3 separate regions of the Mus musculus genome follow, and regions 1 and 2 are each linked to region 3. Evidence: chromatin contacts called from public HiChIP or PLAC-seq data. All regions are on one chromosome and are shown on one strand. Each heading gives the region's core, a stretch centred on a gene start, on an enhancer-like site or on the middle of the called end of the contact. The rest is flanking DNA. Distances are from core to core; before and after follow the strand shown. Region 1 overlaps Gm49890 (predicted gene, 49890). Region 2 overlaps Mtap (methylthioadenosine phosphorylase). Region 3 overlaps Gm12610 (predicted gene 12610).

Region 1 (3,195 bases), core at 117-2,616, 490 kb after region 3:
CAAAGCATGCTTTTGGGTTTTCTATGGATAGACAAACACTTAGCTCTTTCTAGATTCTCATTTTAAGGCTTGCTTTTCATGATTTGGGGGTATTTGATTCTCCCCCCTCTGCACTCAGACTATAAACTTTAAAGCTAACTTCAAAAAAACTTCACAATTACTTTAATAGTGACATGTTTGACTGCCGATTCTTATTTTTTGATCAAGGTAGTGGATCAACCTTGAGAGTTTTCAGTTCTTCAAAATGGAGTTCATGAGTCAGAGCCATTTTCAGGTGAAGTGTAATGGTTCCTACCATTGTGCATTCAACACTGTTAACCATTAATCATCACGACCTTAACACACATAACTTGGGTGTAGGAGAGAGCATTAAAAAAAAACATTTTATGCACCTGCTTCATAAGGAAAAATTAAACCCGAGTTTCTCACATAAGTCTTAAGCTCATATATATGCATGTTAGTGTAATTTGTGTAATAAATCAACCCTATTTGGCTTGTCTTTTCTGTAGTCGGCTAAGCAAATGAGTACCACCTCATTAAGGAACATCTGGTGAGTAATTTTCACCTGGTTTGAATATGTGATTTTTTTTTTACACTGAGATGTTATCTCATCATTAATTAAACATCACCATGAATTTTATTCGTCTCCTTTCCTCACCCCACTTGTAGAATTTTTCTTGGTGGGTAATGGGACTTTTGCTAAAATGTAATTGCATTTACTTGTACAAAGACAATTTCCACCCTCTTAAATCAGTGTAAAAGGCCTCATGCTGTGCTTGCAGACTACAGAAAAAAAAATATGTTGCTGTGTATAATTCTGTATTTGCTTGAGAATTTCCAAGATGGGCAACCTAACCTCTACCTTTTAGGTAATTGAAACTTACATGGAAAGGATTGGGAAAGCGCATGTCTCTGCTTGTACGCTCTAGTATTAAACATGAATCTCATCGGACAATAAAAATGACGTGCTTGGAGACAGGGCAGTGCACGGGAGCATTCATACAAAGGCAACGCCAGTAAAGAGATTCAGAGAGCAGCACTCAGGCTGCTCAAGAACAAGATCCGGAGCAGGTGGGTACAGAAAAAAAACGTCCAGGAAGGCCTCAAGGCAGCCAAGACCAGGATGCCAGGGATGGGAGAGCTCCCCTCCGGCTTGAACGCCATTGGATCCCTGGGCTGCACCAGTCGCCAGGGTTTCTGAAGACCCCTGCCAGCATCGCCGCTGGCCTGCTGGTCAAGAATGCCGGGGCTCGCGCAGGTTGCCACGCGGTGGCTGCCGCCCCAGCGGTGACTGTCGCGAACCTTGCCTAGCCGCGGCGCTCGGGAGCTGCGCCGGCTGCAGCTGGTGCTGGCCGGGCGGAGGCGCGGCCGGTCCCGTCGGGGCGGGGCCGGGGCGGGGCGTCGGGCCGCGCGGCAGGTGTGGGCGCGCGGAGGTGGCACAGCCCGCGGCGCTTTCTTTCGACCTGCGCACAACGCGGGACGCAGAGGCGCGCGCGGGGTGCGTGGAGGCCGCAGGTAAGCGGGCCCGGGCGCGCGGCGAGCCACCCTGGGGTTGGTGGGAGCCGAGGGACGAGGCGGCTCGGCGGCGCGCGTGGGGAGCGGAGGCGCGGTCCCGCACAGCCACCCGCGCTCGGCCACACGCTCGGGCCGCGCGCGATCCTCGAGCGCGCAGGGAAGCAGAGCGCGGCGTGCGTGCTGGAGCGCTCTCCGCTGGGGAGTCCCCGCGTTGCCCACGCACCATTTCAAACTCTGGGTGCTTTGGAAACTTCCCGGGGGCTTCTCCGGTGGAGTGCACAGAAACGAGGCGTGCGGTGAGAACCCCCACAGCCGAGGATTCGCTTGTTTTCAGTTCGTACTCGTATGGTGGAAAAAGGATGAAGGATGTTCGTCAGCTCCTGCCCCTTCTCTCCGTGACCCTCCCTTGGAAGGGCCGGCTCCTCGGCTGCTGCAGGGTTTCCTCAGCCAGGCAGTGGCCGCGTAGGGAGCAGCGAAACAAGCTTAGGTGGCCTCCTAAAGAGCTAAAGGACAGGGACAGGCAATGGGGCTCACAACCTGCACCAAGGGTTGGAGCTGTGGCCCTCCTGCCTGGGGACTGCTTCTGGAATCCGAATCCCGTCTTTCAGCTTCCTCATTGAAATCCTGGCACCTTTGAAGTGGAATTAGAGGGGGAAGTAGGCACGAATTTTTTATTTTTATTTATTTATTTATTTTGCGGGAGTTTATTACCTGTGGATTAAAATACTTGGTGAACGGGAGTTTCGACAATGCTCAGTTTTATCATTTGTTTTGAGAAAGTTTTGGTTGACTTGATTTTTGTTTTAAGTGATTTAAAAGTGACGCTCGACTTTAGGTTTATTGAGTTTCTCGTGTTTGGTTGGAGGGGAGCTAACTTTTTAAGTTGTTTCCCACTGTCATTCTGGTTATTGTTCAGTATCTCCAGAGGCAGTTCCGTAGGTATTTTATTTTGATTTTTATCATCAAAAAAAAAAAGGCTTAAAATAATATTGTGCGGTTGTCCCCCACCAAGGAAGTAATATAGTTCGCTTCCTTTCTCCTTTGTAACTTGTACAGGGCCTCTTGAAAACTAGGTTGGGTCCCCAAATAGGCATTTTTGATTCGTGTTTAATAGACTTTTTTTTGGAGGTGGGGTGGGCCTTCTGGAAACTTTTCTTTTACATCATATTAGGTCTTTATTTTATACGTAGGTATTGCCTTCATGGTTGATGTGAGAGAGAGCAAGAAGCCTGAAAGCTAGAAGAGCCTAGAAGGCTCTTGAAGTTTTATAAATTCTGAAGAGTACATAGTAGTGACTAAATCCTTGACGGACAGTGTGGACTCGGCTTGTTTTAAATAGGTTATTATAGGACGAAAGCTATGAGACATCTACTATTTGAATATCTTTATAAAAATGGAAGTGGAAAAAAATGGAGAACAAGAAATGTGTATCATTTTCCCCTCATTTTGAAATCATTTTTCTTGATTTGCCCCAGAACTGAAGCTATATTAAATACCGTTGTTAACTATTTAGGGTACTTATAGAACATTAATTGATTTGTTTTAACAATAATTTTCTTCAGTGATAGGTTTTTGTTAAATGTGTTTTGCTGGGAATATTGACGCCTTGAGATTAGAAAACATTAAATTCTTCGTAATTGCCACAATTGCATTACTTGTGTCTAAGTATTTTTATCATTT
Region 2 (3,143 bases), core at 469-2,968, 270 kb after region 3:
CGAAACTAGATTCCAGAGCAGACTCCAAGGACAAACTACTTCTTGGGGGTTGTTGACTTTGCTAGATACAAAAGGAAAACTCGGACACAAGTTATAGATGGAAGGGAGGGCAGAGGCATGCAGTGAGTGTATGCCCAGTAGTATCTGCTTCTTTATAACATTGAAGATGACTTTCTCAGCAGAGTGAGGACACACACAAGAAGCCAGAGAAACAGGATGGTCCTGTCCTGTCCACACTTGCCTCTCAGAGGGGTGGGACGGAGCAAAGGCCCCTGGGAAACTCTGCATCATGGGTCTCCGTGCCTTCCCTTCCTGTTTTAGACAGGGTGCTGTCATTATGTAATCTGGGTATCCAGAACTACCCTCAAACAATGGCCCTACTGTGCACTCCTCAGGGGTGAGGTCCCAGGTGCAAGTCATCTCGCTCAGGAGTCCGTTTCTAACCGTTAGACTCTAGTGGACACACTCAAGATGAAAGAAGACCTGTGTGGACACCAGAGCACACCCCTACAAGACCTCAGCCTTCAACGATGACATCACCGGGGAAGCCCAAGGTAGGGCTGTGTCTCTAGGAGGAGGAGGGTGAAATACATAGGCATCATCTATCATATCAGCCCATGTATTTAGTGCGGGACTTTCCTGATGAGTCAGAGCGAGAGCAAACCCAGGCCTCTCCTATTCTTCCTGCAAGAGGACAAGCTGGGAAAAAAAAAAAAAAAACAACCAACCAACCAAAAAGCTTGAGAAGGAACATATCAGAACCCAATACCCGCAGAACTCTTACATTAACAGGTAAGGATACTGAAGGGCAGGCATTGCTTGACCTGGTATTTTGAGTCACAGAAGTTACTCTGTCTCTATGAATTTTGTTTTAAGTTTAAAATAAAGACTCACACCCACAATTTCTACATATATCCTTCCTTCCTGTCCAATCAATGACTTCAGTGATGCAGCAGATATTGATGGCACAGGAAGAAAGGATACATGAAGACATTGCCGGAAGTCCCTGCCCCTGGGACCTCAGCCTCTCGAATGGGATGGCTGTATTACATTTCCTCTACCCAAACAACAGGATCTAAAATAGTATCTGTACTGGTGGGTTTTGTGTGTCAACTTGACCCAAGTTAGATTCATCAGTGCCTCAGTTGAGAAAATGCATCCATGAGGTCCAGCTGCAAAGCAATTTCTCAATTTTTCCCCTCACTAATCGTGGGGAAGGCCCAGTCCACGGTAGGTGGGCTGGTGGTGATCCTGGGTTCTAAAAGAAAGCAGGCTGAGCAAGCCATGAAGAGCAAGGAAGTAAGCAGCGCCCCTCCGTGACCCTGCATCAGCTTCTGCCTCCAAGTTCCAGCCCTGCTTGAATTCTTGTCCCAATCTCCTCCAAAGATGAATTATTATCTAAATGTGTAATCTAAATAAACCTTTTCCTCCACAACCTGCCTTTTGGTCATGGTGTTAAATGGAGGGACCAGGTGTGCCCAGAAATTCAGGAAGAGACAATAGAGTGTGTCAACATTGGGGAGAAGCCAGCAGAGTCCCCCAGGAGAAGGCCCCCTATGCAACACTCTACAACGAACCTTTAAGAAGTAAGTATAAGCTACAAAGCTGATAAGTAACAAGAGAAAGGCTAAGCAATCCAAACAACTATGCTTCTAAACTCGGCCAAGGCTCTTCTTAGAATCTGGCCTGTTTACACAAGGCCCGTGCCAAACCACAGCAGGGAGGAGGCATCTATCTCTCGTCTCTGACTTCATGAGGCACCTCATCATAGATCCTGTGCGGTTGAGAGGCCACTGCATAATCAAAGATATTTGTAAAAAGAACTGTTAGCATTTGGTGAGGAAGTAACTGTAGACCCCTTAGCAAGCAGCTGGGGGTCCATACACTTGCTGCTTTATCTATAAGTGGCAAAGTGACACTGAAGATCAGAAGATGCTGGGATCAAAGCATGTAAAAAATTCACCATCTAAAAGTCCAACTGGAGCCCTGAGAACAGCTAAGCTCTCTTTATCCACATAGCAAAGCCAGAGTCAGGAGGGAAGTTACATCGACTCCTCTGTGTCAGCTGCCCACCCCCACAGGTGGCAGGATGAAAGAGAAATGTCCCTACCCACAGGAATGTACAGTACATAGGACCGTGCTACCAGTTATAAGGAACTGGCAAGGCCTTTTCCTGTAAGCGGCCAGGCGTGACCTGTGAAGATGGTTTGCTACTCTCTTGCCGCAGAACATCCGACAAAATCATGCAAATCTAGAGTTTCAAACCTTCATTCAGTTTAAGAACATCTGAGAAATTGCCCAGGACAGCAAGGGTATGCATAGCCTCATAGCGGCAAAGCCACCAAGAGGCTGAAGGATGTCACTTTAAAGAAGCAATGTGTGCCATTCTGGAAAGAGTGCTAAATTTTTGCTGCACATGCTTTAAAATGCATAAAGTAATGCTGAACTTCCGGTTTCGATGTAGATTGTCTAGTTATTCAACATATCCAGGTGAACAAGGAACTTAAGACACACCGACGAACCTATAGAGCAGAGCTCATGGCTCGATTAACCCATACATGAGCTCCCTAGCCACACTGAGATGATCCTCATTGTGAAGGAACAGATCGTTCCAAAGCCCGAAGAGGAGGTTGTATAGAAGAAAGAGATATCCCAGAAAAAACTGAAGAAACAAAATCTCATGGCATGGGAATAAATTCAACATAAAATAAATGCAGATAAAAAAAAAAAAAAAAAAAAAAAAAAAAAAACCCAAACCAACACCCCCCCCCCCCCCCAAAAAAAAAAAAAAAAAAGGCAAGGTTGATTGAGCTCAGATCTGGAGGACCTCAGAGACCTGAGACCAGTAGGGTACAGCTGCTCCTTGTTCTAGAACAGGTAACCAGGACACCTAACTGAGGACCTTGGGCATAACATCTGGAGTTCTCCATGCTAGTGAGGAATCCAGATAGCCCCGAGTCTTCAGCCAATAATGTTGTCTTCCCTTCCTGGGTACTCCTTTTCCACAAAAGATAGAGAACCCCTGACTCAGCCCAAATAAAGTGTATTCACTTACATCTACCATCAAATAAATCAGCAAGAACAAGCAAGGTCCATCTCAGAGAGCTGCTTCACTAAGGATCATTGTGGGGAAGGCCTACAAC
Region 3 (3,027 bases), core at 308-2,807:
ACAATGCAGACATGTATATACACATTCTATGAAAGCTCTTAGATTTTAAATTAATCGCTCTAGCATTGCTGTGATGCAACAGTAACAGATTACATGAAGAAAAAGGATTTGCTTCAGCTCATGGTTTCAGGGAATTCAGCCCATTGAGGCAGAGGCAGAAGCACTCAGCTCACACCATGGCAGGCAGAGACAGCAACAGAAGACTATCATGGAGAAGAGGCACCTCAGTGACCCACTTTCTTCAGCTAAGCTCCAATCTCAAAATCTACAGAAACTTTCCAAATATTGTCATCAGTTGGAGACTAAATGCTCAAAATGTGAGCCTATGGGTACATTTAAGATTCAAATTTTAACAGCATTTGACAGGAGTTTTTATTCTGTTGTGGTATATATTAAAATATTGGTTATATTGTATATCAATTTTTTCTGTTTCTTTGTGTGAACTATTAGTCTTTTGGAAAAAAATAAAAAATAAAAAAAACAGCAGTAAACCCCTGATACCTGATGCTTTGGATGTGAGAAAATATAACTTTGAATGAATAGACAAATAGGTAAAGGGCGCTGAAAGAACACGCCATCCTTGTAGGAGACGTCACATGGAAGAGAACTCAGGCTCATGGGGAATTTAGAGTTGGTGGTATGCTACTGTCCCCATCCTATCCAAATCCTGTCTCTTTCTTAGTGACATTACCATTCCACATAGGCAAAGCTTCAAGACTGCCTTACCCACAAAACCATACAGCTTTCTTGGGCATCTTTAAGAGGACAATGGACAGTCCAAATCAGATGGGCTGGGCTGTGAGGAAAGCCACTGCCACCAATGTCATATAGATCCCCTTTCTCCTTCTTGCCATTTACAGCATGTTATCTGGATGCCTGACCTTGCCAAGCAAAATCTAGTTAATCTTTACAGTGCCATTCCCCTTTATGGCCTCTATGATATGGCAGTGCCATATGGTGGCAGTGCTGTGGAAAGGACTCTGCTCTTAGCTGGTGAGCAGGCTTGTGCTGCACTAAGCAAATAATCTGCCTCTTGCATCATCCATCACATCCCTGCTCAGTGGAAGACACATCCACCTCTACTAAGGACACGAGAGAAGAGGCTCTACCATAAGTTTCTACCTCAGTATACACATGTGCATATGAATTCTCACTGAAAGAGATGGCAGACTGGAGATATTGCTGCTGAGTTGCAATACCTGCTAGTGGAGCCCACTGCTGTCACAGACCAGCAGTACCATTCAAGGACACCTTGATCTCAGTATACAGAAAACTCTCAGTCCACCAATCAGGTCTTCAATCTGTTCTCTAGGTTCTCTAGGTTCCGCTGACTAAAATCCAACAAGCTGGCCTTAGAAGCAAATGCGGGATCTATCTCACTGTTGCTGTGATTACAGGTTGTGTGTTTCTCGTAGCTTTAATCATGCCTACATTCTTTCTCAGAAGGAGCTGTTTGAAGCCTGCAGAATGCTGAGGTTTGGACACATTTCTGAGGTAGCCACCACAGCTTCTGATTGGACAGCCACTCTCGGACCATGTAGGCCTTTTGCTGTTGACTCACCAGAGGGCAGCAACTTGGCAGCTTGATGTCAGCGTGCAAGAATGTCAGGCTGCTCTCTCCAGGCAACCACCCTCTGGCCGCCAACAACTCCACACTCAACCAAGAGCTGAGCAAGGCTGCCCAGGTTTACACTCTGGCAAACCCCCTGCCTGGGCTTTTCACTGCCCTGGATTTCGTGCCACAGCAAAAGAGAAACAAAAGCAAAGGAACAAACAAAAAGCCCACACCTTAGTTCACATCACTAAACCCTAGTTGTGACGGGAGTGTGTATGAGACTGGGTATGGTTGTCTGTATAGCTCTCTGCAACACACACACACACACACACACACACACACACACACACACACACACACACTTTTCCCAATAGGAAGCACTAGAATGCAGGATGTAATCTGTCAGGATGCATAAGTAAGATTTCTAAATTATTGAGCATATAGAAATACGTGCTACTACACTCCCGAATATTTGATTTGCCTCAAATTCCTCATAGCTCTGACTACTCTGACTGAAACCTTCACTTGGACTTAGGACTGTCTGTGAAGTGTTTTATAATCCCATGACTAGATTTTTTTTTAGGGGGAGTGGCTTCCTGGTGCTCATGTGGCATGGCAGAGTTGTCAGAGAGCATGCAGCCTGGCTCTGTGTCTACTCTTGAGCATTACCTAGATTCACATCTTCTGTGATCTTAGTAGCACCCCCTCATTCAGGAAAAAAAAGAGTCAGAGTCATGTGTCTACATTCATTAAAATGCCCGTGCTCACAGAGTATTTTCGATGGTTGTAATTTTAGTCAACTGAAAGCAGTAAACCTATTAAAAGATCTATGGATCCATGGCCAAGGTCAAGCAATTAACCACATTACACAGTAAACCAAGGTTGAATTAGTGATTCACAGGAACTAAGTATTCCCTGACTCAGTTTGCTAATGTGTGGAAGTCCAAAGATTAAGGTTATTTGATTCTTATAGCAAACCAGGATTGAGATAAAAGTTCCCTCTTTGGTCTTGTCTTCATTTCATTTCTTTACCCTGAGGAATGGCTACAACTTCAACTTCTCCATTCTGTCTGTATTTTCTAGAACTGTCCAATCTGGCTAATGCAGTGGGTAGATCACCCCCCAAAAATATTTCCATATCATAATCCTCCAAGTTTACTAATATGATTTTTATATGAAAACTTAAGAATTAACTTAAGATGAATTAACTCAGTTAGTCACAGTAGGCAAGAAATCCAATAATAAATGTCCTTATAGAAGCACACAGAGAAGAGGCTGAGAGAAAAGAGATAGCAGAAAATACAGTGAGGTAACTTCCAGATGAAAACTTCCTGAAGACACTGGAAGTTCAGAAAATTCTCCTATATAACCTGTGTGGATGGCAAGAGCCTGCTGATATCCTGACTGAATTTACCACCCCTACAACTCTGCATTGATTTCCACTGCCTTAAAGCCATGGTGTTTGTAGACAC

The links. HiChIP or PLAC-seq counts read pairs in DNA pulled down with a chosen protein or histone mark.
Region 1: an SMC1A HiChIP or PLAC-seq map of the NIH/3T3 cell line shows a contact between it and region 3, with 10 times the contacts expected there. The contact joins two enhancer-like sites. A contact is called at or near these places in 2 of 15 datasets of contacts at CTCF or cohesin (both in the NIH/3T3 cell line) and 2 of 115 datasets of contacts at active chromatin or transcription factors (the NIH/3T3 cell line and pancreatic cancer cells).
Region 2: a contact with region 3 is called in a FOXA1 HiChIP or PLAC-seq map of pancreatic cancer cells. The contact joins two enhancer-like sites. A contact is called at or near these places in 2 of 484 Hi-C or Micro-C datasets (the C3H10T1/2 cell line and bone marrow-derived macrophages), 1 of 115 datasets of contacts at active chromatin or transcription factors (pancreatic cancer cells) and 1 of 9 other capture datasets (adipose tissue).

Annotation. Positions count from the first base shown.
Region 1 is chr4:88,936,717-88,939,911 of GRCm38.p6, reverse strand. All of the region lies in intron 1 of Gm49890 (predicted gene, 49890), which reads left to right. Among named protein-coding and RNA genes, the nearest start is that of Gm49890, 3.7 kb to the left of the region's middle. Within about 2 kb of position 1,366, at least 144 of the 459 cell types and tissues checked have an H3K27ac peak or open chromatin away from gene starts, as enhancers often do. A contact at or near this core is called in the NIH/3T3 cell line and pancreatic cancer cells, where this site is marked.
Region 2 is chr4:89,161,251-89,164,393 of GRCm38.p6, reverse strand. The region is part of intron 4 of Mtap (methylthioadenosine phosphorylase); the gene reads right to left. It also overlaps the pseudogene Gm12607. Among named protein-coding and RNA genes, the nearest start is that of Gm26490, 20 kb to the left of the region's middle. Within about 2 kb of position 1,718, at least 66 of the 459 cell types and tissues checked have an H3K27ac peak or open chromatin away from gene starts, as enhancers often do. A contact at or near this core is called in the C3H10T1/2 cell line and pancreatic cancer cells, where this site is marked.
Region 3 is chr4:89,426,636-89,429,662 of GRCm38.p6, reverse strand. All of the region lies in intron 5 of Gm12610 (predicted gene 12610), which reads right to left. Among named protein-coding and RNA genes, the nearest start is that of Cdkn2b, 120 kb to the right of the region's middle. RefSeq lists an enhancer at 559-3,027. Within about 2 kb of position 1,557, at least 81 of the 459 cell types and tissues checked have an H3K27ac peak or open chromatin away from gene starts, as enhancers often do. A contact at or near this core is called in the C3H10T1/2 cell line, the NIH/3T3 cell line and pancreatic cancer cells, where this site is marked.